Linked DNA regions of Sus scrofa: regions 1, 3 and 4 are each linked to region 2. A link is a contact called in public HiChIP or PLAC-seq data. All regions are on one chromosome and are shown on one strand. The core of a region is the stretch at or near the end of the contact, and the rest is flanking DNA. Distances in the headings are between cores, read along the strand shown.

Evidence for each region. HiChIP or PLAC-seq counts read pairs in DNA pulled down with a chosen protein or histone mark.
Region 1: an H3K27ac HiChIP or PLAC-seq map of alveolar macrophages shows a contact between it and region 2. The contact joins the enhancer-like site here to the promoter of CHSY1 in region 2. A contact is called at or near these places in 2 of 5 promoter capture datasets (fetal skeletal muscle and liver), 12 of 47 Hi-C or Micro-C datasets (alveolar macrophages, blood, embryonic fibroblasts and 8 more) and 2 of 2 datasets of contacts at active chromatin or transcription factors (alveolar macrophages and skeletal muscle).
Region 3: an H3K27ac HiChIP or PLAC-seq map of alveolar macrophages shows a contact between it and region 2. The contact joins the enhancer-like site here to the promoter of CHSY1 in region 2. A contact is called at or near these places in 2 of 5 promoter capture datasets (fetal liver and skeletal muscle), 5 of 47 Hi-C or Micro-C datasets (alveolar macrophages, blood, embryonic fibroblasts and 2 more) and 2 of 2 datasets of contacts at active chromatin or transcription factors (alveolar macrophages and skeletal muscle).
Region 4: a contact with region 2 is called in an H3K27ac HiChIP or PLAC-seq map of alveolar macrophages. The contact joins the enhancer-like site here to the promoter of CHSY1 in region 2. A contact is called at or near these places in 3 of 5 promoter capture datasets (fetal liver, liver and skeletal muscle), 33 of 47 Hi-C or Micro-C datasets (adipose tissue, alveolar macrophages, blood and 16 more) and 2 of 2 datasets of contacts at active chromatin or transcription factors (alveolar macrophages and skeletal muscle).

What each region holds. Positions count from the first base shown.
Region 1 is chr1:139,616,359-139,623,388 of Sscrofa11.1, forward strand. LRRK1 (leucine-rich repeat serine/threonine-protein kinase 1) reads left to right here. Exons shown (of 34, transcript XM_021098586.1): 31 at 791-907; 32 at 3,491-4,341; 33 at 4,725-4,826; 34 at 6,848-7,030. The coding sequence ends at 7,025. Among named protein-coding and RNA genes, the nearest start is that of LRRK1, 130 kb to the left of the region's middle. Within about 2 kb of position 4,338, at least 5 of the 83 cell types and tissues checked have an H3K27ac peak or open chromatin away from gene starts, as enhancers often do. A contact at or near this core is called in alveolar macrophages, where this site is marked.
Region 2 is chr1:139,803,149-139,809,408 of Sscrofa11.1, forward strand. It overlaps CHSY1 (chondroitin sulfate synthase 1), which reads right to left and starts at 1,310. Exons shown (of 3, transcript NM_001244442.2): 1 at 988-1,310. The coding sequence starts at 1,310.
Region 3 is chr1:139,648,763-139,655,364 of Sscrofa11.1, forward strand. No RefSeq gene overlaps it. Among named protein-coding and RNA genes, the nearest start is that of CHSY1, 150 kb to the right of the region's middle. Within about 2 kb of position 5,324, at least 6 of the 83 cell types and tissues checked have an H3K27ac peak or open chromatin away from gene starts, as enhancers often do. A contact at or near this core is called in alveolar macrophages, where this site is marked.
Region 4 is chr1:139,634,289-139,641,237 of Sscrofa11.1, forward strand. No RefSeq gene overlaps it. Among named protein-coding and RNA genes, the nearest start is that of LRRK1, 140 kb to the left of the region's middle. Within about 2 kb of position 2,948, at least 27 of the 83 cell types and tissues checked have an H3K27ac peak or open chromatin away from gene starts, as enhancers often do. A contact at or near this core is called in alveolar macrophages, liver, omental adipose tissue and 2 more, where this site is marked.

The DNA of each region.
Region 1 (7,030 bases), core at 3,088-5,587, 180 kb before region 2:
CGTTGTGGCTTGGGTCACAGCTGTGGTGTGGATTCTATCCCTGGCTCAGGAACTTCCGTATGCCACAGGCACAGCCAAAAAAGAAAAGGAAAAAAAGAAAAAAAAAAAAGCTCATTCCAGTAAAATTCATATCGTGAACAACTTGAACAGAATAAACATCTGCAAAAGGTGAACCAAAGTCTGGTAGCCCCGAGCAACAGACAGTGAAGAAGAGCAGGTTCTATCCCCGGCCTTGCTCAGTGGGTTAAGGATCCGGCGTTGCTGTGAGCTGTGGTGTAGGTTGCAGATGTGGCTCAGATCTGGCATTGCTGTGGCTCTGGTGTAGGCCGGCAGCTGTAGGTCCGATTTGACCCCTAGCCTGGGAACCTCCATATGCTGCGGGTGGGGCCCTAAAAAAGAAGAAAGAGGAGCACAGACATCACTCCTTCCCAGACCAGGTAGGACAGGGCTTCTGCCTGCAGGGAGTGTCCCAGGAGGAGAAACCTGTGCAGACAGCACGATAACGTCGTTCTGCTGTCGTGGGGAACCAGACCCCCACCAATATCCACAGAAAACTCAAAGTCTGGGCCCAAGTCCCAAAGGTGGCTTTCTTGGGGTGTTGGATCATGGGCAATTGCATCTCCTCTAGATTACTTGGTAGTCTTCAAAGTTTCTACAAAGAGCAGCCAACCAGAAAGCCTCCATAAGCATTACTTCCGAAGACATAAAGGAACTCCCAAGACAGAACTTGCCCCCTAGGAAACGGCAGGCCAGGTCCAGTCCGGCTCATGTTGGCTGTCTGCCTCCATAGGACCAGAAGATCTACATCTACAGCCTCAAGGGCATGTGCCCGTTGAACATGCCCCAGCAGGCTTTGGACACCCCAGCCATCGTCACCTGCTTCCTGGCAGTGCCTGTTATAAAAAAGGTGAGGTCACGGGGAGGTGAGGTCATGGGGAAGTGGGGGCACTGCATCTGAGTTTCCCTTCCCTTGGGTTGGTGAGGAGGGCAGCAAGGCCATGCCCACCTGGAGCAGCAAGCCTGGGTCACTGTCAGTCTCACAGAGACAGGACACCTGGACCATCAGTGCCTTTGGGGTTTCTGAGAGCCTAAGGACCAGTAAAACAAAGGGCTAGGTGGAAAGCCTACCTTCAGCACACGAAACCACAGCCCCAGTTCATGGTGAGATGCTTTTCTGGTGCAGATGGTGTCAGGGGACAGTTGCTTGTGTGCCCTTCCCCTTCTGAGAGCAGGGGCCTAGCTCAGCACTTCTCACAGCCACTGAGTCACCAGGCCCTGGCAGGCCCCTAGCTCCCCTCCCACTCTGGTTCTGCCTCCCCAGACCAGTCTCCATCAGTCCCAGACCTCCATCCCTCTTTGTCCAATATGGCCCTGAAGATGCATATCCTCAGCTTTCAGACCCAGCCTGCAGAGCCGGCCAGGTCTCCCCCCTCCACAACCCCCTCTCACTCCTCTCCTCCCAGCACCGCACTCTGAGCAGGCCTTTCCCTTTAGGACTGACCTAGTGGCTCATACCTCTTCCTATTCAGGTCTGAAGAACAAGGGCCGTGACCCGGACTCTGAGAAGCTGCCCCACGCTCCGCCCCAACCCCCCAGGCCTCTGGACCCCCTCTGTGGGCCCTGAGGTGCCGTTTTTACAGCAGGCACACTCTCCACTCGAGAGCTCCTTGTTGGTGTGGCTTTGTTAAAACACGTTGGCTGTCATCATCCAATGCCAGTTTTCCCACCTGCAAAATGGGCGTAAAAGATTGTGAGGAGGATCTCTGGGCATAACGTACCCAAAGCTCTGGGTGTCATCATCCAATGCCAGTTTTCCCACCTGCAAAATGGGCGTAAAAGATTGTGAGGAGGATCTCTGGGCATAACGTACCCAAAGCTCTGGGCTGGTGCACTGGTTGAACATGAGCATTATTACTCTTTCCTTACGGTCATGAAATACACGTGCTCTCCTCTCCACCCCTCTACAGTTTCATTTCTTTAAAAAAAAGTTTGAAATCAACCTTGAGCCATTTATGACTGTGGCCCCATGGGCGAGGCTGGGCAGCTCAGGACCCCGTCTGCACCAGAGCGCAGGACATGACACAAAGCGTTATTTAAGCTCAGGGCTGCCCAGAGCCCCGAGCCAGGGCACCGCCACCCGCCCGCAAGACCAGAGGGAATAAAGCTGGCTCTGTGCGGAGCCTCCCTGCCAGGGTGCCTGCCCCTCAGAGGCTGTGCTGCCCCGTGGCTTCGGACAGCAGACCCCTGCATTCTTGCACGCGCACGTCCACACCCAGCCGGGACGTGGGGCTCACTGCCTGGCTGGGGCCCAGAGCAGGGACTCAGATAGAGGCCTTGCTCCTGTTTGCTTTGGCTGTTTTCTTTCCTCGAAACCTGAAGATGGATTTGGATAAACGTTCTTAGGCCTCATTGACCTTGCTGTTGAGCTAGAGGCTGGTTCACTCATCACCTGGGACAGCCCAGCTTCCCAGCTCCAACAAGGGGGCTTTCTGTCCTCACCCTCGCTGGCCCAGGGCCTGGGGCCCCGCTCGGTCCCAACTCTGGCTTTGTTCTCCTAAACTCTTCCCATCCCACCCCAGCCCCACCCAGGCGTCTGGGCTGCTCTCCATCCCCAGCTCCACACAGATGCTCCAGGGATGCCTGGGCTGGGCCCAGCATTCAGCACAGTCTTTGCAATGTTGGCCTCTGCGTGGGGACCTCTGGTGGCCGTAAAAGAGCACATGCTTCATGGGGTTGTGAGGGCATCCCGAGGACCCCCATCAGTGTCAGCTGAACCACAGGCATTTCAGAGATGTAAACGGGGAATGTGGCACAGTGGCCAAGACGCGCCTCCGCGGAAAAGCTGAGTTGGAAGCAATTTCTTTAAGAATGAATACTTGAGCAGAAAACTAGGGAGAGTCAGAGGTGGAGGGGGCCTTGCCCTTCCCTATAGCAGACCAGCATTGGGGCAGTGGTGGGTACCAGACCTTGGCCTGCTCTCATGGGGCACCCACCTTCTGGGGACAGCAAACAGGAGACTAAGAGCAGATCCATGGGGCACCCACAATTGCTGTCACCTTAAGGAACAGAGTTCACGGGAGGGAAGGACGCACATCCTGCCTCTGAAGGAGGCCCTGGTGACCGAAAAGGCAGTCCCCCACCCCCTGCCCCCTGCAACTGACATTACAAGAAGCCCAGGCTGACCAAAGTCTGGCCTTGTGGTCTAGGCCACATGCCCCCTCCCTCAGGGGCCAAGGGCCTTCTTCTCACTCTGGCTCAGGGCAGGGAGGATGGGTGTGGCTCTTCAGGGCCTGGACTGCACCTCCTTTGAGAGCACTCCCAGAAGGTAGCCCCTGCCTTTTCCAAAACTTGCCCCTCCAAGAAGTACCTGTGGATGGAAAATGAGTGCCCCCCTGGGGTACATGCAGAGGTCTTGTGGCCAATTTTTGGCTCCTGGGATCCATAAGATGCACAAGCAAAGGCATCACACATCCCTCCCTTCTCCCTGCAGAATTCCTACCTGGTGTTGGCGGGCCTGGCTGATGGGCTTGTGGCTGTGTTTTCCGTGGTGCGGGGCGCCCCAGACAACAGCTGCTCCTACCTGTGCTCACACACAGCCAACAGGTCCAGGTTCAGCATCCCAGACGAAGACGCGCGGCAGAACCCCTACCCTGTGAAGGCCATGGAGGTGGTCAACAGCGGGTCTGAGGTCTGGTACAGCAATGGGCCGGGCCTGCTGGTCATCGACTGCATGGCCCTGGAGATCCGCAGGCGGCTGGAGCCTTACTCAGCCCCTTCGGTGGTCATGTCGGTCGTGTGCAGCTCTGAGTGCCGTGGGGAGGAGGTCGTCTGGTGCCTGGACGACAGGGCCAACTGCTTGGTGATGTACCACTCAGCCACCTACCAACTGTGCGCCCGCTACTTCTGCGGGGACCCTAGCCCCCTCAGGGACGTGTTTCCTGTGCACCCCATGGGCCCGGAGCCCCTGCTCAGCCCCATCGCCAGCCCGAAGGAGCCCCAGAAGGACTCCCTGGCGGACGTGAGCATCATGTACAGTGAGGAGCTGGGAACACAGATCCTGACCCACCAGGACTCGCTGACTGACTACTGCTCCGTGTCCTCCTACTCCTCGTCCCCATCCCACCGGGTGCCCACATCCCTTTCCAGCGTGCCCTGCTCCCCAGCAAGCTCCTCCAGTCTGCTTTTTTCCACTGACAGCGGGGACACCAGCAGGCTGCTGGAGCCCACCCTGGGCTCCGATAGGCCTGAGCATGACCTGAGCCCCGTGGACGGTGAGGCATTCAGCCAGCACTTGCAGGCAGTGAAGATCCTGGCCGTGAAAGATGTCATCTGGGTCCCCAGGTAGGTTTTCCAGCAGGGGGCGCTGTCCTGCACTGCCCGTTGCTCTGGCTTTGGGAGCAGAGTGCAGGGAACCTTAAGACATTATTGAGATCCATCATGAGCTGTTTCCTCTCCCCTGGAACCAGAGGGATCTCTTTAGCAGATCTAAGACGGGCGGCACGAAAGCCCATCTGCCCTCTAGAGAGCTCAGGGAATGACAAAGGAGAGCCACGGTCAGGTTTCCTCCTGGGAAAGGGCTTCTTGCCCGGCTTCGGGGCCTCTGGTAACTCAATCCATTTGCAGAAACTGCATTTGTTGCCATGCCTTTCTGCACGCCAGCTCCGTTTCCCCTGGAGAGCACAGCCCTGGACAAATGCTTCCCCTTCTGGGTTTTGGTTTCTTAGGCGTGGTGGAGATATTATCGTCATCGGCCTGGAGAAGGATGCAGGTGCCCAGCGGGGCCGAGTCATCGCCGTCTTGAAAGCCCGAGAGCTGACTTCACGTGGGTAAGACTGAGGGTAGCAACTTGAGGACCTGGCATGTGGCTAGGGGAATCGAGGCCCCCTGCCACCTCCCTGCCTAATGGCTGCCGCCCCTGTGTCTTCCACAAATAAACATGGCATTATCACTGTGGCCATAGGCAGATGAGGAACATGCTGGGGTCTAGCAGGCAGCTCCTAGAGGATCGGCAAATACCAACTGAACCAGGCATCACCCATTCATCACCAGTTGTGGCTGACTGTTTCTGGGGTGCCCACTACAGCTGTGAACCAAGTGTTCTTCCTGGGGTGTGCCTCCAGGGCCCAAGCTCAGCTGCAATCAAAGTGGGGATCAGCAGTATCTCTGGAGCGCTGGGAAGCAGGTTCAATCCCTGACCCAGCACAGTGGTTTAAAGGGTGTGGCTTTGCCACAGCTGCACCTTAGGTTGAAACTGCAGCTCAGATCTGATCCCTGGCCTGGGAACTCCATATGCTGTGGGACAGCCAAAAAAGAAATGGGGATCCAGGTGATTCCTAGTCCTCCCCACCATGCAATAGCCCTTCCCGAGGGGCCCCTCCTCCCATTCAGCCCCAACCAGGGCCCTGCAGCCAGGCCTCACCACCTCTTGCCACGCCCATGCCCAGGCTCAGCTGTGCCCATCACCCATCCAAAGGGCTCCCACCAGGAGGCAGGCCAGACTCCACTGTGAGAGTCACCCTGGCTGTGGAGACGGGAGGCTGGTGCCCGCCGGTGTCCTGGAGTCACCAGGTGGCTGGCAGTGTCTACACCCTTCACTTTGCTGAGTCCCATGCTGTTAACCTCCCTTATGGAGAAATCCCCTTTGGCCTGTTTTCCCTGGAGCAGGATACTGATGGAGATCATGTCAGTGGCACTGGCGCCAGTGACCTTGCCCTGCAAGTGGTTCTGGAGACAAGATCTGGGATTGTGGCTGGGCCCCAGCTGCATTTTTGGGCATCAGTAGCTTCCAGATGTCAGAAGAGGCTTCCGGTGGGGCGGGGGGTTGAGGACCTGTAGAGGCCTGCCCTTTTGACCTTGGAATGCCCCCATTAATATCCCTGAATTTTCCTATTTGCTCCCCCAAAGACAAGTTTACCAGGAGCCAGGCACACTCACTAGGGAGAAAGCCCAGGCAGGAAGGCTGCAGCCAGAGCTCGCTAGTTTTGCTAGGTTTTGAGATGCATTTATCAGATGCCCAAGGAGACATTCAAGGCCCAAGGGAGCGGAGGGCCCTGCCCATCCCACTTGACATGCTGGCCTTGGGACGGGTCGGGGCGCAGGGGGCGGAGGGAGGAGTTTCTGGCTTCAAGGTGGGCCACCACTTCTCAGGGCCCAGGAGAAAGCTTGCAGTGCATGCTCCAACCAGCTGAGACAATCCAGAGCCTCAAAAGAGTGTATAGAGTTAGGACTTGTTGGTACAGATTTTCTGCCTAATCTATTGCTCTGCATTTCCTCAGCCTGTGGAAACTTAGAAAGGGAGAAAAAGCACGCCTGGGATGGATGGCAAGGGAATCGAGCTAAATCTTAAAATTCATCATGGACCATTGATGAGCGAGAATTAGATGGAATTGACTATACTGTCCTTTCTCAGAATCTGCGGGGCGGGGGGTGGGGCGTCCAGGACCCCTGCAGATACCAAAATCCAAGGATGTTCAAGTCTTTATAATATAAAAGGGCACGGGACAGTCAGTCCTCCTTATCTGAGGATGCCAAGCCTGTGGACACGGAGGGCTGACTCTTTTTTTCTGGACACTTTGGCGTCTGGGGCACATTACGGAGGATACCTGCTCTGATGTGGACCTGAGATGATGCCCTGGCCCCTTTTCAGACTTTAGAAAGGCTGCTGGATGCTGGACCACCAGAGAGGGGAGCAGGGCATCCCAGCACGCCGGTGGGGGCCAGGTGTAGGTGTACAGATGCCGCCTTAAGCAGGCGCTGTCCTACAAGAAGGTTCAGGGGGAAGGTCATGGCCCCCACCAAGTGGGGACCCCCTGTGGGTTTTCTCAGACCATGCCCCCTCTTTCTGCAGGGTGCTCATGGATGCGGCCGTGGTGGCCAAGGACACAGTTGTGTGCGGCTTTGAGAACGAAAACCTGGAGTGGTGCCTGGCTGTCTGGAGGGGCTGGGGCACCCGGGAGTTTGATGTTTTCTACCAGTCCTACGAGGAGCTGGGCCGGCTGGAGGCCTGCATTCGGAAGAGAAGATAATCCCT
Region 2 (6,260 bases), core at 60-2,559:
AAGAACCGACAGCAACCAGCTTGGCCTTGCTCAGCAATGACTGAGCAAGAGGCCATTCCCAGAGGATCTCCTGCACTGGTCTGTTCTATGGCTGGATCCCAAATCTTATCCCACAGGAAGCATTTCTATATTTCACACATATGAGGTTTCCATTAAATCCGTTTACTGAACCTACATCCTTCTTCTCCCTCAAATTCATTCCAATACAAATCTGCTATTCCAAATCCTCTCTCTTTCTCTCTTCTAAAGATTACTTTGGCTAATCCCTTTGTTAATCCTGAACATGATTCCAACCACTTTTATGACTCATATGGCCAACTAGAGCCCAGATACTGGCTAACACACACATCACCAAACTGGGCTAGTTAACACCAAATTTACCATGGACCAGGAACTGCTTTTCCCAAATATTCTCTTTCCAATTGCTCAACAGACCCCGGTGGGGTTGAGTGTGCAGAGGGCACTCCCCTCATTTACAGGAACGATTCCAACGGTGAAATCTACATGTGGAAGGGTTCTAACCAGATTAATTTAGATTGGCTCTAGTTCTGCAAGGCGAAAGATGGAGATTTCAGAGACTCAAGTAATAATCCCCACTGCCACCACTATCAGAGATACTGTGCCAAGTTTTCCCAACAACCTTAGGAGGGAAATGTTCAGTCAGGCTCATTGAACAAAGGAGAGTGAATATCTGGACAAGGAAAGCTTTAGCGCCTCACAGAAAGTCAGGGCGAGGACCACACCCAGAGGGGCCACCCTGGTATATCTGACCCCAAAAGCCCTTGCTCTTGAGCGCTGCGCTCACCATCCCGTCTCCGACCTCTGCTGCCAATGCCCAACATCGCCCAAGGGGCACCCCGATCCCACAGGAGCTCAGGAAGCCTTGGCTTTGGGAAGCCCTCATAGGCACAAGCCAAGGGCAGACACGCATGGCAGTTTGCTGGGATGCTGGATGCAGGGGGCGGTGCCCGGGGAGCAGGGGCTCACCTGTAGGCAGCCACCGCGCGGGTCTGCAGGTATTTCTGGGCGGTCATGACTCCCACGAAGAGAAAGTTCCTGTCGCGCTGGCCGCCATCCGCTGCCGGGCCGTGCGGCCAGAGCTGCGCCCCCCGCTCATCGCCTCGCGCCCCACCGGCCTGGGAAGCCGCGGCCGCTTGGCCGGGCCGGCAGCCCTCGGGACTGGCTCGGCGCCGCGGGCCCGCTCGCTTCAGCTCAGAGGCGCGGGGCAGGACTAGCCGCGAGGCCAGCACGAAGCCCAGCACGAGCCCGAGCAGCACGCTGAGCCAGGCGCGCCGGCCGCGCGCGGCCATGCCCGCGCCGCTCAGCCCGCCGGGCCGCCGCCGCCTCTGCAGGCTCCGCGAGTCCTCAGCCTGCCGCCCCCGCCCGCGGAGGCCAGCCCGCCCTAGCGCCGCGAGGCCCGGCCCGGGCAGCGCCGCGGCCGCCGCGGGCCCGCCGCGCCCATCGCGGCCCCCGAGCCGCACGCAGGCCCCACGCCGGTGCTTTGTTCCGCACGCCCACCCCGCCCGCCGAGGCCTGCGTCTTTAAGAGGGGACCATGCCCGGCGTGCGCCGGCAGCGTCTCCCGCGCGAGACGGCGGCGGCTCCTCCCGCTCGCGCGCGGGGGCGCGGGGCCAGTGCGACGGCCACGGCAGTGGCAGTCGAGTCCGGGCCCCCGTCTCGCCCTGCCTGCGTCCCCTGGCTGGCTTGACTCCGCTGGCGCTGCGCCCGCCTCCGTCCTCTTCGTGGCCGGCGCCGCTGCCGCCGCTGCACATCCTCCGGCTTAGCTCGCCATTGCAACAGGAGCCCTCACGTCACGCACGGCGCGTTTTGAAGCGGCCCCGGCGGCGGCGGAGCCTGGCCCCTCTCGGGATCCGTCCTCGCCGCCCGATTGGCGCAAAAGTGAATGGGGGGTGGTTCCCGTGGCCAAAGTTTGACAAAAAAAAAAAAAACCCTCCCGGCGGGCGCCCCACCTCGTCCCGCCCCGCCCGCGAGTTCTAAGGCGCTCGGCGCCGGCGGGGACACGGACCGCGGCGCCTTGCAGCCCGTTATCCGTATGGAGACCCCGCCCCCTCCGGCCGGTGCTCGGACTCCTGGCGGCGGCTACAGCAGCGGCATGAAGGCGTCTTGGTTCTGCTAGATGCATCGGTAACCTGCATCTTAGGCGGGATGTTTAAGAAGGGGCTTCTCGGTCCCCAAACTCTCCGCGACCACTTGCTCCTCCCGCATAGGCTGTCCTCGGGTAAACCCTGCCTTCAGCCGGGCGGACCCCACCGGCTACCTTCCCGCGTTTCTCCGGTTCACACTGCATCTTTGTTCCCGCCGCCCAGTGGGCCAGAGCGAGCACGTATAGAATCAACAGTTCAGGAGCCGTTTGAGACGTGCACGCTAGGAGAGTAGACGTGAATTCAGTCACCTTGTTCCAGGCCACTGGTTTCTAAGCTAAAAAAAAAAAAAAAAAAAGACTATCCTTAGTGTCCAAGCTCCTAACAGTACTAGCATTTAATGAATGTTGAAAAAATAGTAGGTGATGTTAATACTCTTTTAATTCACATTCTATGAAGACAGGTAGTCAGCTAATATCCCTCGTCACCTAGTATCCCTACTCTGAATCTTTGTCAATATTTTAACATAGTTCGTCCATAAGAGCTCCGTGGATTTCTAAAGACAGGTTTAGAATCGGTTGTAGAACCGGATTCTCTGTGATAGATTTTAAATTTGATGCATTTTCTCAAAAAAAAAAAAAAAAACTCAGCTAAAGTAACAAAAGCTGAGAAAGTACCCATACAACAAGTGTTTGTGTAAACATTAGTCTTATTACTTTAGTTGCCAGTGTATTGGGCTTTCTTTCTTTTTAAATGAAACTCCCAAAGAGTAAAGTATTTTCCTGGCCATGACGACCTCCCTTCATTTAATCAAATGAACCTAGGAATTAGGGACAGAAAATAAGCATGTTTGGGGTAAATCTTGGATCTTTCTTCACTGCTAAGATGACCAAATGATTGAAATATTACACAATTTAAAGTGCCACCTTGTGGGAGGTATAGATACCATCTCTGCCATTGAATGGTGGTCACTCTTGTTTATTCTTTGGATTTTACCACTTTCTTTGGCACTTGTAATTTATGTCAGAAATAGTTCATTACCCACCTTCCCACAGACTCCCTCCCTAAGAGGTGATCCACATCTAAAAATAAAATACTCATTATGCTGCCAATACAGGATTCCAACAGTGGTCTTGAGAAAAATACAGAACACATAACCATGAATTACAGACTCAAAAACCATCCATAGGGGTTTCCAGTAAGACCATAAGCCACAAATACCGAGTAGTCACAAGATCCCCCAAATTCAGCAGCAGCCCCATAATTCATAATGATCTCCACAGAGCACAAAGGCTGGCAAGATACAGATGTTCTGTTGTGTGTCAAAATTTCAGTATTTTCTAATCTGCTTTAAACGTCCCTATATCCTCATCTAGACTAAAACCTGACGCAAAGTACATTAACATGTGATGACAAATGTTTTGTCCTCCTCCGTTTCCAGACTCCTCAGTTCCTAGGTCAGCAGCCTCACCTGCGCACCTGCAGACTCAATTGGGCTGCTTCTCTTGTACTCTAGAGAGGGTACTGTTCTCCCCAAAGCCTAGGCCTGAAGGTTTAAAGCACCAAGGTCAAGGAGAATATGACACAGGTGAAGTCCTCCCAGGAAAAGCAGGAGATGCCAGGCCAGGGAAGAGGGGGCAAAGGGGGAGGGCAGGATCCTGGAGAAGTTGGGCAGGGGCAGCTCCTGCACAGCTGGATGGTCTGACCCAGGCAGTCCTCCTGGGGAGGGGTCTACAAGTATCCCTGCAGGGCCCCCCTCAGAGGCCTGGAGCAGAGCTCTCCTAGATGGGGGAGAGGGGGGAGAATTTCACAGCTAGAGGCAAAAGACCAGAGCCAGGGGACCTGACACAACCAGTACCAGCAAGGATCTGGGAGGGAGATGTGCTTCACACACACACACACACACACACACACACACACACACACACACACACTGCACATACGCACCTTCTCCAGATGCCCCACAAGGCTCCTCACTCCCCTTGTCTTCTTCTCATTAAGTTACTTATAAAGGTGAAGTCCAGATATGGGATTTCATAGGCATTTCACCTCAGTAAACTGAGGAAGAAACTTTCCCATGCCAGGAGCCTTCTTTGTTAAGTTAAGAGAGTCGTTAACTGTCTTATTTAAAAAGGAATGGTATTGGAGGAGTTCCTGCTGTGGCCCAGTGGGTTGAGAATCTGACTGCAGTGGCTAGAGTCACTGTGGAGGCTCCAGTTCGATCCCTGGCCCAGGAACTTCTAAATGCTGCCAGTGCAGCCATTAAAAAAAAAAAAAAAAAAAAAAAAGTGATGTTAATCGGATAGAATTATTCCCAGAGGAAGATTCCCTACGGTACACACCCACCTAGGAGGGTGGGTTCTGGGCTTCCTCCTACACTGAGGGTGTCTCCCCTGGGCAGGCTGAGCCCCCTATCCTCCCTCAGAGTCTCAGTTTCCTTGTCTCTAAATGGGTCTTTCCACTAGATCATGCTAGAAGTTCCTCCTCAGGGATTCTAGACAGATGATGAGAAAGTGGTTCGAAAATGCCACATCAGGAGTTCACACTGTGGCTCAGTGGTTAACAAACCCAACTAGTATCCATGAGGATGCAGGTTCAATCCCTTACCTTGGTCAGTGGGTTAAGGATCCAGCGTTGCCGTGAGCTGTGGTGTAGGTCACAGATGTGGCTTAGATCCCCAGTTGCTGTGGCTGTGGTGTAAGCCGGCAGCTGCAGCTCCAATTCGACCCCTGAAACTCCATATGCCGCAAAAGCGGCCCTAGAAATGGCAAAATGACAAAAAATAAAAAGCTACATCATCTAACCTTTCTGTTCTCATGCCTATGATTTATCTCTACCTACTTTACTGAACCCTTCTCACAAATTGCAACTCTGTTCCACACACACATTACATTTTTTTTTCCTGCTCCTAATACATGGAACGCCTGTACAGGTATAACATTTCATATAATTTGCAGCAATTTCTTGGAAACCCTTGGTAAATACCTCAATTGTTTGTTGGCAGCAAGCCTTGAACAACTGACAGAATTCCCTGTAAGGGCTTCTTTAAAGACATAGCTCCTGGACTCCTGCCTCAGACGGGGGGCCCTGCAAAAAGTGCTCATAATTTTCTATAACCTTTAGAAATGCCTCTTTTAAGAAACAGTGAATGCAGAGGAGAGAGTTATAATAATCCATCCTTTCAGAAGACTCTGTTCATTTCCTGCAAAGAAGAAAATCTATAATGACCATTTTACTAATATTACCACTTAACCTCTATTAACCCAATAAAACTTTGTTTTATTATTAAGACTGCTGTTAAACTGACATTTAAGGTCCTCATTAGCTAATGAATTTTGCTCCATGTTTCCTTCTATTTGCAGTGTTTCTAGCCAGATGCCGGAAAGGGCAAGTGATTCTGGCTTATGTTCTGGCTTCCAGACACTAGTAGAGGCAACATGGGTTGTGCTAGAATGTTCTTCATGCTTCCTTGGTTTGCTTTATCAACTCTGTCCATTCTTTCTGTCAGAGATTGAGTCAGTGTGTGTATGTTTGTGTGTCTCACACAAGTGCATGGTGCATGCGTGTATGGGAAAGAGACAGAAGAAATGTAGCCCTGCTCTGTGTAGACTCTCACCAACTAGAAAATGCTGGCTACCGCCAGACAGGCACAACTGGGAAACCACCTGAGTGTTCTCCTGGAGATAACTTCACTGCAGATGCTGGGGACAATGTGCTCCTAGTCTAAAACTTAATCCTTGTGTAGCAGAGAAGTTTGCCTTTCCCGTCCGTTGCCAAGAAATGCCATTAATCTTTAAATTGGTGCCAGAGTTTCCACAGCTGGAGAGTTTGCACAGGAACAAAGCTTCCATTCCTCAGGAGAAAAGGCGTGCCCCCTATTCCCACCTGCACCCTCAGAACCCAGGCGCTGGTCAGCTGGACACAGGATGGCCGCCTGAGGGCCACACAGTTGTAGTCAAGCCTGGGCGCCTTGAGGAAACATTCTAGATGTGCAACTTAAACTCTCTTTGTTTTACTCAAGGCCTAATGAAGATAAAATTGCCTGGGGAACGAGTTCCCTGGTGGCTTACTGGGTTAAGGATCCAGCATTGTCACTCTTGTGGCTCTGGTTGCTGCTGTGGCCTGGGTTCAATCCCTAGCCCAGGAATAACTGCATGAT
Region 3 (6,602 bases), core at 4,074-6,573, 150 kb before region 2:
CCAAAACCACACCTTCCCCTGCTCCAGGCCTCCTGTGAACACTATCAGAACAGGTGAATGTAGATTGAGGGCGTCAGGGCAGAGGATGCGGAAGGCTGAGAGTTCGCCTCCTGTCAGAACTTAACTGCTCTAGATGAGGGGTATGGGGAAGCGGGAATGGTTCTGGGATCGGGTGTCTGACAAAGGATTAATGCTGTGTGCAGGGGAATGTCTAGGTGGAGGTGAGGAAGCAAGAGTCACTGGCTTGAGCCCAGAGAGAAGGAGATGCACTGTTTTGTGATTTTGCACCTTTGTGTCTGTGCTTAGACACGAGTGTCCAGTGGCCTCAGTTTGTAACACTTCATGGGCCCAGGGACATATCATCAGGCGTTGGTGCCCCAAGTGGTGTGGTTTGTGTCTGTAGGACACTGCTGGTCAGGCTGGGAGTGCCAGGACAGCTCCCATCAACACCAAGGCCAGCTCCAGGGGTCAGGCAGACCCACTCCTGGAACCCAAGTGTTGCGTTTCTCTTTCGTGGTGAAAACGGCGGTTCTCAGCCCATCCTGCACTGATAGCTCATCTCTGCTGCAGCCACACTGACCTTCCTGCGCCTTGGACATGCCTTCCTCCTGCAGCGACTGGGCACACCTCCCCCTGTCCCCAACCTACCTCTTCCAGAACTCATCTGTCACTCCTCTGAAACCCCAGGATAAGCTGTCCTAGCACCATATCATTCTCCTACTGCTGGTTTGAGTGTGCATGTATTCCTGTGGCCTCTCACAGCCTCGGTCCCCCCTTAGACTGTAAACTCCACCAGAGCCAGGATTTTCTCTGGTTTGCTTCACCAGTGTACTTCCAGCACCTATTTCAGTGCCTGGCACTTAATAACTATTGACAAATGTGCCCTGAAAGACAAACTGGCCAAGACCCTCACTGAGCATGCTGTCTCAGTACAGTGTCTGGAAGCATGTGCTGGTCAGGGAGAGATGCTGTGATCGATTGGTGATGTCTGTTGCAGGCATGGAGCTGGAAGAGGTGGCACAGATGTCTGCAAAGGGAGTCCTCCTAGAGCCATCGTCTTTGAACCATAAAGCCCACATTCTCCTCAGTAGGACACAGAGAAGCTGGACTCCAGAGCCATATTCTCCATCACTACAAGTTACATTTGAACACTGGAAAGATCCTCTGATAGATTTATTTATTTTTTACCATGCTCACCATGCAGAAGTTCCTGGGCCAGGGATTGAACCTGCACCACAGCAGTGACAACACTGAATCCTTAACCACTTAGCAACCAGTGGACTCCTCCTCTGAAAAATTTAAAGCGTGCATTGCCATTACTTTTGAAAAGAGGCCTGAAATTGAAAATCCAGGCCATTTATGCCTGAACAGGAGGTTTTGCTTTGAAATGATTGTCTGCTTTTAAGATATTTATTTCTTACCTAGTGATAGGGAATTGTTTATACATTCTTTTTTTAATATTATTTTCCATCATGGTCTATCACAGAAGATTGGATATAGTCTCCTGTGCTATACAGCAGGACTTCATTGCTTATCCTGTTTCTTGTTTGTTTGTTTGTTTGTTTTTAAGGCCACACCTGGAGCATATGGAAACTCCCAGGCTAGGGGTTGAATCGGAGCTGTAGCTGCTGACTTATGCCACAGCCATAGCCACAGCAACGTGGGATCTGAGACATGTCTGTGACCTACACCACAGCTCACGGCAGTGCCAACTCCTTAACCCAGTGAGCCAGCACAGGGATTCTAAATGTGATAGTCTGCATCTACAAAACTCTCAGTGCCTCCCATTCCCTCCCCCACTCTACCTTAGCAGCCACAAGTCTGTTCTCAATGTCTGTGATTCTGTCTCTCTTTTGCAGATAGGTTCATTTGGGCCATATTTTAGATTCCACGTATAAGTGCTATCATATGGCATTTGTCTTTCTCTTTCTGACTTACTTCACTTTGTATGAGAAATTCTACTTGCATCCTTGTTGCTGCAAATGGCATTATTTTGTTCTTTTTATGGCTGAGTGGTATTCCATTGTATATAGGTACATCTTCTTTATCCATTCATCTGTCGATGGACATTTAGGTTGCTTCCACGTCTTGGTTGTTGTGAGTAGTGTTGTGATGAACATATGGGTGCATGTATCTCTTTAAATTATAGTTTTATCTGGATATATGCCCAGGAGTAGGATTGCTGGATCTTATGGTAGTTCTATTTTTAGTTTTCTGAGGAACCTCCATACTATTTTCCATAGTGGCTGCACCAGTTTCCATTCCCACCAACAGTGTAGAAGAGTTCCCTTTTCTCCACACCCTCTCCACTGTCTGTTATTTGTAGACATTAATTATGGCTATTCTGACCAGTATGGGGTGGTACCTCATTGCAGTTTTTATTTGCATTTATCTAATAATGAGCTATGTTGAGCATCTTTTTCATGTGCCTACTGGCTTTTCATATGTCTTCTTTGAAGAAATGTCTATTTAGATCTTCTGCCCATTTTTCAATTGGGTTGTTTGTTTTTTTGTTGTTGAGTTGTATGAGTTATTTGTATATTTTGGAGATTAAGCCCTTGTCGGTTGCGTAGTTTACAAATATTTTCTCCCATTCTGTGACAGTCTATTGTCTTTAAGAATCTCTGGCAAGGCAGACACACAGGAAGTGGAGTCCCCCCTGGCCTTCTGTGAAGAGGCAGAGAGGAGCCTGGGCCATGACAAGCTCTGGGCCCAGGCTGATGCCCCCAGCTGTCTGCAGAATTCTAAACAAGATCCTGGGAAGCCCATGGATTGCTCAATCTAATTTATTTCACAAGCAGGCACTTCTGGCCCTCAGTCTCTGCTCAGCCCCTGATGTGGGTACCACACTTAGATTCATCCCCAATTTGGGTGAATTCCCTGGGGCTTTTTCCCTGTGAGGTGATGAATCCTGCCAGAGCGAGCATCCGAGGGGCTTGCAGCCTGGTGCTGAGTCTCAGAAGGATGGATGGAGAAAAGGGGCGCACCCCCCCGGGGGGGCCTATCCTCCCAAGACCATCTCTCATTGGCTGCCAGTATATGGTTCATCATCGTCCCCACCACCTACCATCTAATTCTGAAGAGAAGAGAATTTCAGCTTGTTCAGAGAGTAAGGTTCCCACTTCAAACTTTCAAATGTCCCATGCATTCCTTGCAATATTTCCAATTTTTGTTCATATCATGTTGTTCTTTTTGTGGTCTTGTTGACTGAATACAAACCATACTTTAATCTGGTGCCTTTATGAGACGTCATATTTATATACAAATTCACATATCAGAAAAAATATTTTGTCAGACATGGATGTCGTTTATTTGTTCTGAGCTCAGAACTCCTTCTCCCTCTCCCTCCCTCCCTCTCTCTTTCTGTACACACACACACATACACACACACACACACACACACACACACACACACACACGATAGGTGTGGTAAGTTATCTTGCCTCCATTTTAAATTCTGGTGTGGGGTTTCTCTGTTACCCACAACACTTCTCTCTCACCCATTTCCCTAAAAGAGCTTAGCCCCAGCCAGTGAGTGGTGAGAGAATGGAACATTCCATCAAGAGCCTGCGTGGGCTGACAAAGGACAGTATCCTGGAGGGTGATGACCATCCTGGGGGGTCGGGGGGAGTTGGTATGGTGGACAGAGGGAGGCGCCTGCCAGGGACATGGCCTGAGCAGAGAAAGGCAGAGGTGTGGTTGATTTAGAGCATCCTCCACCCACATGCATGCATGCGTGCGTGTGTGTGTGTGTGTGTGTGTGTGTGTGTGTGTGTGTGTGTTGATGTGGGCAGGGATGACAGGCTCTCTAATGTTACTGGAGAGTAAGACATAAGAAATAACTTCCAGGAAATGGGCAAGTGGCTACTAAAGTCAGGCCCTGCCGGAACACATGGACACCCTCCTGCGGGACTGTTATCCTCCTAAGGCTGCACCCAGATCACCTGGGGAGCCAGGCAAAGATGTCAGTCCCCAGGCCCACCTCCCAGATCTGGAGAGACGCAGGCACATGCCTGCTTAAAAGTGCCCAGATGACTTGGAAGCAGCAAGCAGTCTGGCTGCCAGCGGGAGGCCAGGAAGGCTGTGCTGGAGACTTCTAGATCAGGATCTGAACCAAAATGCTGGTAGGAGCTGGAAGGAGGGGTGGATTCAGGAGATTGGGTTTTTTAAATTAATTTTTTTTTAAATTGAGGTAAAACATGCACACTTTAAAATGTATGCAGGGAAACCAAAGACCCATTTGAAAGGCCTTCATGAGAGATTTGCGGAGTTGGTGGGGTGACGGAGAAGCTAACTTCCAGGTTGCTTGTTGGAACCAGCAGACCCTGAGCAGGCCATGAGTGAGGAGATGGCATGCTCTGATTGGAGCGAACTGAGTTTAAGATGCCTGGGTGTCACTGGAGTGACATTAGCTGGCTCTCCCTATCCACTCAGGGGGTCTGTCCCAGAGCCTCCAACGTACTTTTCCAGTGTCTGTGCCCAGAGCTGTGAAGGCCCTGACTGCTGGTGGGATTCAAGTTTGGGATGCAATTCATCTTTTTTAATTTTTTTTTTTTATAATGGCCACATTCGTGGCACATGGAAGTTCCCAGTCCAGGGATTGAATCTGAGCTGCAACTGCTGACCTACACCACAGCTATGGCAATGTGGGAATCCTTTAATCCACTGCACTGGGCCGGGGATCAAACCTGCACCTCTGCAGAAACCAGAGCCACTGGAGTAGGATCTTTAACCCACTGAGCCACAGCAGGATCTTCTGGGCTGCAATTCTTTTTCTTTCTTTCTTTTTTTTTTTTTTTTTTTGTCTTCTTGCTATTTCTTGGGCCGCTCCCGAGGCATATGGAGGTTCCCAGGCTAGGGGTCAAATAGGAGCTGTAGCCACCAGCCTACGCCAGAGCCACAGCAACGCAGGATCCGAGCCACGTCTGCAACCTACACCACAGCTCACGGCAACGCCGGATTGTTAACCCACTGAGCAAGGGCAGGGACCGAACCCGCAACCTCATGGTTCCTAGTCGGATTCATTAACCACTGCGCCACGACGGGAACTCCTGGGCTGCAATTCTTGACTAAAAATATGAAGATGGTCCATAGGGCTGTATGCTGGGTAGAGGCCGCAAAAATGCCTCTGCTACTTTACCCAAGGATTCCAGTCCAAGAAGCTCATCATAAGGAAATACTTCAATTTTTTTTAAAAAGTCACATGCATGGAGATGTTCATTGCAGTGATGTCCATGCCAGGCACAACTGGAAACCATGTGAATGTCTAACAAAGGGAGTCAGCAAAGTAAACATGATGTGTCAGCTTGAGATCAGAACGAGGAAAAGCACAAAATGGAAACATAGAAAAACGGAACCAGTGGTATGGGAATGCTGGTATTATGTCTCCCCAACCACCCTTCTTATGCAATTTACTGCCCAAACGTCATTATGGTAACAATGACAAAAACGTTGGAGTCGCTTATTGTTATCATGACACACGGTGGCCTTGCTTATGTAATTTTTAAATATTGCAGCGGTGCTTTCTGCCCAAGGAAGTCAGGGGTCAAGACACAGGATCTATTGCCCCATAAAATGGTGAGAAGAGGCCAACCATGTGCAGAAAACCATGTTGGAAATCAGTGATAACACCCCAGCATATCGAGAGGCTTGGAGAGAGTCTTAAATTTGTTTTCTTTTCTTTCCTTCCTTCCCCCCTCCCTTCCTTCCTTGTTTTGGCCACATCCACAGCATGCAGAAGCTCCTGGGCCAGAGATCAAACCAAACCGGCGTCTCAGCAGCAACCAGAGCCAGTGCAGTGACAACACCAGATCCTTAACCTGCTGAGCCACACAAGAGCTCCTTTCTTTCTTCCTTCCTTCCTTTCTTCAATATTTCTCTCCTTCCCTCCCTTCCCCCCCTTCCTCCCATCCTTCATCCCTTCTTTCCTTCTTTCTTTCTTTCTAACCAGGACTTCAAAATTCCTCTCACAAAAATAATCCACCACATCACTAAATGTCTTTAAGAGACATTCAAAGCCCTGGTGTCAAGAGCCCTATCTCTCCCACCTAAGACCAGGGACTTCTTCATTCTAAATTGTCCTGTGCACAATTCATGGAGCAGCCCTTCAGCACAGACTTTGAGGGGCTAGCTCCCCCTCAGCCAGGTGCAGGGTCCCTGGAACAAAGGGCCAGGACCATCATTATATGGTCCAGGCTGACCGGGTGCGATGGCCCCAAGGCCACATATTTGGCATCTGGTTGTCTCTGGTCCTGGCTGAGATCGCTGAAAGAGAGTGCCTGTAGCGACAGCTTGGGAACAGCCAAAGCTAACACATTGGTTCCGATGAGCTGATGAGCATTTAACGCTGATGCGCATTGGCTGAAGGCCAGAGGCGCAGGCTCTTCCCAGACAGCCGGGCGCCTAGTGGGCAGAGTACTGGTGGAATGGAGTTCTTTTAGGCCCGGGTGAGCCCACCTGACCAAGGCCATGGTCTAAAGGACCTTGGTTACCAACTGCTGGCACAAAGCTCCCTGTCTGGGGGTCTGAGATGCCTATTCTGAATGGAGGTTTGTAAGGCCCTGCCGTGGCTGTGCTTGGAGCTAGGGCATCTTGGGTGCCCT
Region 4 (6,949 bases), core at 1,698-4,197, 170 kb before region 2:
TGTTAAAACAAATAAATTTGGGAGCTCCTGTTGTGGCACAGTGGAAACAAATCCCACTAGTGTCCATGGATACAGATTTGATCCCTGGCATGCTCAGTGGGTCGGGGGTCCAGCATTGCCATGAGCTGTGATGTAGGTTGCAGTCAAGGCTTGGATCCCACATTGCTATGGCTGTGGCATAGCCAGCATCTGCAGCTCCAATTCAACCCCTAGCCTGGGAACTTCCATGTGCAGAACTGTAGCCCTAAAATACATATATACATACATAAATTTATTAAAGTTTCAGGATACAAAATCAACATGCAAAAGTCAGCTGTGTTTCTATACACTAAAACCAAACGATCCAAAAAAAAGAAATTAAGAAAATAATCCAATATACAATAGCATTTAAAAGACTAAAAAACTTAAGAATAAATTTAACCAAAGAGATGAAAGATCTGGATATTGAATACTATAAAATATTGATGAAAGAAACTGAAAAAAATGCATAAATGGAAAGATATCCAATATTCATGGATTGGAAGAATTAATATTGTTAAAAATGTCCATAGTACCCAAAGCAATCTATGGATTCAGTGCAACTCCTATCCAAGTCCCAACTGCATTTTCCATGGAAAGAGAAAAAATAGTCTTAATTTTGTATGGAATCACAAGGATAACCCAAATAGCTATAACAATTCAAGTAAGAAAATCAAAGCTGGAGGCATCATACTTCCTGATATCAAACTATATTATAGAGACATGGAAATCAAAACAGTATGATTCCAGCATAAAAACAGACAGATTAAAAAAATGGGACAGAGTTGAAAGCCCACAAATAAACCCACTCATATATGGTCAGATAATTTTTGACAAAGTCACCAAAAATACACACTGGGGAAAGGATTGTCTCTTTAATAAATACTGTTGGGAAAATTGAATATTCGTATGTAAAAGCATAAAATTGGTCCCTTGTCTTATACCATACACAAAAATCAACTCAAAACATAAGATCTGAAATTGTAAAACTCCTAGAAGAAAATATAAGGGAAAATTCTTTGACATTGGTCTTGGCAATGAATTTTTGTATTTGACACCAAAAGCCCAGGCAACAAAAGCAAAAGTAAACAAATACCACTACTACAGATAATACAAATAGCCATGAGGTATATGAAAAGATGCTTAACATCATTAATCATTAGGAAATGCAAATCAAAGCCACAATGAGATATTGCCTCATACCTCCTATGATGGCTATTATAAAAAGACAAAAGACAGCAAAGGTTGGCATGAATGAGGAGAAAAAAAAAAAAAACTTATATACTGTTGGTAGGAATGTAAACTGTACAGCTACTAGGGAAAACAGTATGGAATTTCCTCAAAAATTTTTAAAATAAGAGTTCCTGTCATGGCTCAGTGATTAATGAATCTGACTAGTATCCATGAGGATGAGAGTCTGATCCCTGGCCTTGCTCAGTGGGTTAAGGATCCAGTGATGCTGTGAGCTGTGGTGTAGGTCACAGACGTGGCTCAGATCCCGTGTTGCTGTGGCTCTGGCGTAGGCCAGCAGCTGTAGTTCAGATTCAGCCTCTAGCCTGGGAACCTCCATATGCCATGGATGTGGCCCTAAAAAGACAAAAGACAAGAAAAAAATTTTTAAATGGAACTACCATATGATCCAGCAATTCCACTTCTGAGTATACATTCAAAGAAAATAAAATTGATATCTCGAAGAGATGTCTGCCCCTATGTTCACTGCAACATTATTCCTAGTAGCCCAGATATGGAAACAACCTAAGTGTCTATCAACAGATGAATGGATGAGAAAAATGTGGTATATATATATATATTACAATGGAACATTACTTAGTTTTTTAAAAAAAGAAGAAAATGCTGTATTTGCAGCACTGGGGGCTGCAACATGAGGACATTATGCTAAACAAAACAAGCCCGTGGCAAAAAGACAAATACTGCATGATCTCACTTATTTACGAAATATAAAACAGTCAAACTCATAGCCACAGAGAACAGAATGGTAGTCAGCAGGTGCTGGGGGTGGGGTAGGGGAATGGGGAGATGTTGATCAAAGGTTACACATTTCCAGTCATAAGATGAATAAGTGCTGGAGATCTAATATACGGCATGATGATGACAGTTGATTGGAATGCACTGTGTACTTGAACTTGGCTAAGAGAGATCTTAGGTGGTCTTAACCACACCCAAAAAATGTGGTAACTGTGTGAGACAGGGGCCATGTTGGTGACCCTGGCTGTGGTAACTGTTTCACAGCATACATGTTGTGTATCTAAATATCATGTTGTATCCCTAATGTCCTAACGTGTACAACTTTTGTTGTCAATCACACTTCAAAAAAGCTGGGAAGAAAAATTACGTGGGTGGGATGGGACAGGGCGTGTTTCAAATCTCCAGAGCTTGCTTGTCTTGCCTGTGGCCTCCATGCACACACAGGTCCCTCAGGAGCATCCTAAACAATTCTGCAGACTGGCCTGGCGTCCACTGCCCAGACACATGGACGAGGAGCCAGCTTCTCACTTCCTCTGTGTTGCACAGAATGAGGTTACATCCTCCCACCCGAACTAGAACACACCCTCCATCTTCAAGTCTGGGAGAGCAGGGGGAATTCTGGGGGAGCAGGGCAGGGAGAAGGGGGGAGGGGAGGCGGAAGCTTCAACAGAAGAGGCAGATGTATCAGGAGGAATCAGACAACACCTCCACCTCCGCAATAGCTGGGAAGAGTCACTGACGCCTCAAACCAAGTGCAGCTGGAGAAGTGAAAATAAATTAACTTTTATCTGGATTTTATTTATAACAAGGGCCTAAATTTGATCTAGGCATTTTGTGGCCTTCAGCGGAGTCTGAGGAGGCCAGGATGTGCTGGAGTGAAGCCAGCGAAACAGTGAGGGAGCCATCCTTCCCCGGAGGCCTGCTGGGTGGGGTCTTTGCCATCTCAACAGCCAGGAGCTGGACTCCTTCCAGCAAGTCCGCCCATCCCCCAAACTCCTGTCCTTTAATACTAACAGTTTCCTTTTCCTTCACTTTCATTTTCAGGGATCAGAACTGAGAAAGCCCTGAACTAGCGCCATGTGGCGAGCACACATGGGGGCCTGAGTCAGAGAGCCAACCGGGCTGCCCTCCGTCCACCTTGTTCTAGCAGGCTGGCCCCCGCAGCCCCTATCCAGGGACCTCCAGCCCCTCCATCCAGCCCACCTCTCAAACATTAGCAAAGGTCCCATGGCCTCAGTAGGCCCCTGAGCCCAACCTGTAAGCTGGAGACATCCTCAGGAAACCAAGGCCACACCCTGAGGGCCAGGGACGGGAATCTCTGCGTGGCCCTATGGTCGACCTCGCTAAACCCCAAAAGCCAATGCCCAGGGCTTCCACCCCAAACCTCCCTTTCAGGGTTGCTGAGGACTAAGGGAGTCACTGGTCCCCCGTGTGGTGGTGGGGGCGGGCTCTGGAGACAGAGGGAGATCCCGGTTCAAACCCTCCCTCTGCCAATCGCCCTAAAGGCCTAGGGCAGTCTTCTCAAGCTCCAGGCACACAACAAGGGTAAATTAAAGTATAGGTCTCTATGTCCCAGCAGGGAGTGCGTGTGTGTGTGTGCGTGCATGCGTGCGTGTGTGCATGCATGTGTGTGTGTGTGTGTGTCCAGGAGGTGCCCACACAGGCCTGCAACAGCAGGTGGTAAGGATGTGTTCATGGGCTGCCTCTCTGCTATGGAGAGGAAGGCGTGAGCATGAAAGGCCCTTGGGGGCAACACCTCTCAAGGGTGGGTTAGGGGAAGTGCCTGAGCCAGGTCCTGGCCCAGGCCTCCGGTCCTTTCCTATTGATGCTTCTTAGGTGACATCCACAGAGCAGGGCTGCAGACTCCTGTCTTTCTCTCCCTCTCTCTCTCTCACACACACAAACACACATGCAAAGAGCTGGCACACTTTCCCTCATGGTGGTACCATCGGGGCTGGGGGTAGTGTCGGACCCTGGTGGGGCAGCCTGTCTGTCCTCCTGTTTACCTCCGCTCACGCCAGTGTGGAGACCTGGCCAAGAGGCACAGCCTTGTCCCTCTTTAGCTCCTGCACACAGCTGTCCCCAACACAGGGACTAGAGCTGAGGGGCCCAATTCCCTGGGCAACAGGACCCTAAAGAGGAATCCCAACTGCTTGAAGCAGGGCAGGGGGTGTATAAAAATCATGATTGGATGGCCCCCTCCCTACCCGCTCCTGCCCCTCAAGGTCAGCAGCTGCCCCAGAGGACCTACATGTTAAGGGAAGGTTGGTGGGTGGACCCTGAGCAGGGAGAATGTGGAGGTCAGAGTGCAGGGGTCCCTCTCAGAAAGCAGTGCCTCCCCAGGCATCCTTAGAGCCCAGAAGGAGAGGGTGGCGCCCTTGAATAAGAACCATGGCTGGGCCCTGCCTCTCCCACAGCAGAGAAATAACCAGCCAACCATGGTAGGCAGCTGCTGGGGGCTTGGCCAAAAAGACCTGCTGTTTCCCAACATAAAAGAATTGCCCTCCCTCCCCCAGCCCAGGAGAAGGGAGTTGAGAGCCTCTCTACCTTCCTGCAGTTTCTCTAGGCTGGCAGGCGCAGTCCCTTCACCCTCGGCCAGAGGGCGCCCTGCTCCAGCAGGCCCAGCCCCTGCCCTCCTGCCTGCCCCGCCAGCCCAGCCTCCAGGGACGCAGAGAAATGGAGGCCCCTGGGCTCCTGGCCCTCTGAGAAGAGTTTGTGGGCTTGATGAGTTTACTTTACCAAGTATCCCCAAGTATGACCCCAACTAGGGAAGAAGGAACCCTTGTGGCTGTGTGTGGACATGTGTAAACAGAGACACCCAAGCCACTGGGCAGGCGGAGGCCCAAAGGATCCCCAGTGTGCCTGGGGTTGGGGTGTGGGGGGAGCAGCTGGAGGGGAGGCCAGGAGACTTTCTTCTCTGGACTTCTCGGAACTTTCTTATGGATAGTATGCTTTCCTTTGATCTAGAAATATTTGTAAAAGTAACTTGGTTTTTCTGCATATGCCACAGGCTTGTGAAGAGTATTTTCTATGTGTATGCATGTGTGTGTATGTGTGTATGCATGTGTGTGTATGTGTGTGTGTATGTGTGTGTGCATGTGTGTATATGTGTGAAGTGTGTATGTGTGAGTGTGGGTGGGTGGGTGGGGGTGTGGGTCTGGGGGGGGTGTGCAGGTGTGTGTGTGTGTGTGGTACAGGGATGTGGTGTGTGTACATACTGGTGTGGTGTGTTGTATATGACATGTGGCTTTGTATGTGTGTGTGTGTGCATACACATGCTTTCGTCTCTGGCTTGTGGCCCAAGTGCAGGCCCCAGTAGGGCCCTGCGTCCACTCTTGGGGGTTGCACTGGCTAAGTGTCAGAGGCACATTGGAAACAGGAAAAAAAAAAAAGTGGAGGGGAAGTCTGGAAACCCAAAATCTTTCCCTGTGAGAGTCTCAACACAATCAACTTCTGGAACCATAAAGTCTCCACAGTCCTCACGGCTGGGACCTACTAATCCTTGCACTGTTCTCAGCTATACATCAGAGCTTCTCAGCACCAAAGCTGGAAGCATATCTGCAGTTCGTCCCTATAGACACTGTTCTGCAAAGGACAGCCTGCCCCTTATACCACAGCCTCTGAGACACCTCGGGCCACTGGGGGCTCTTGGGACCTCAGGATCTGTATGGGTCCCCTCATTCCAGCATGGCAGGGGAGAGCCAAGAATGGCTGAGGATACTGAGGGAGGCAGGTGAGTCTAGGAAATCAGGGTCCCTCCACTGAAATAAGTGGCCCTCTGAGCTCAACCTTGAACAGGACTCGTTAGCCCAGCCTCAGTGAAAAAAGCAGGAGGGGGCAGGGGCCTCCCCATACTTTGTGGCCCACTCACTGGTGGACCTGTGAGGACTGTCCCACAGGGACCAGGAACGGAAGAAGGCACTGGATAGGCCTGGCCAAGGCCAGGGACACAGCTGGCCTGTGGCTGGGGCAGATTAGGAAGGAAAGCTAATGAATGGTGTGTCCCACTCTGTTTTCCAAAGATGGCCAAAACAGCATTTCTCATCTGTGCTTTACTGCCATTGGCCTTGACGGTCCTCCCTTGGAGGTGGGGGTATCTATGCCCCCTCCTTGGAATCAGGGGGGCCTGTGACTTGCTTGTAACCAAAGCAATGATATTGTGTGACTTCCAAATCTCATTCGGAAAAGGCAGAGAAACTGGGCATTCACCTCTGGAGCCCTGAGCTACCAGGTGAGAAGTCTAGGATGGGGCTGCCATGTTGTGAGGAAGCCCAAGCCACAAGGAGATGCCGTGTGTTCCTTCTCTGACCAGCAGCCCCAGCTGAGGTCCCAGTCAACAGCCAGCATCACGTGGAAGAAGCAAGAGGGAAGTTGCCTTCAGATGATTCCAGCTGTTTGGTCACTCCAGCTGGCCTGTGGCTGGGGCAGATTAGGTATTTTCTATGTGTATGCATGTGTGTGTATGTGTGTATACAGATTAGGTATTTTCTAGGTGTATGCATGTGTGTGTATGTGTGTATGTATGTGTGTGTATGTGTGTGTGCATGTGTGTATATGTGTGAAGTGTGTTTGTGTGAGTGTGGGTGGGTGGGTGGGGGCGTGGGTCTGGGGGGGGTGTGCAGGTGTGTGTGTGTGTAGTACAGGGATGTGGTGTGTGTACATACTGGTGTGGTGTGTTGTATATGAGGCCTCGGACTTTACAGGATAGAGACAAAGCCAGCTTCCCGTCCCCTGTCCAAATTCTAGAGCTACAGACCTATGAGTATAGGAAGCTGGTTGTGTGCTGCTAAGTTCTGGGGTGGTTTGCTATGCAGCAACAGAAATCGAAACAAGTAGCCAAGAAAAGTGTTCTGAAAGCTCTGTCAACCAAACCTCCTGCCCCTTGCCTTTCATGGATGCTGCCAGGACCTGAGAGGCCACCGGTCCTTTGGAAAGCCACCCCTTC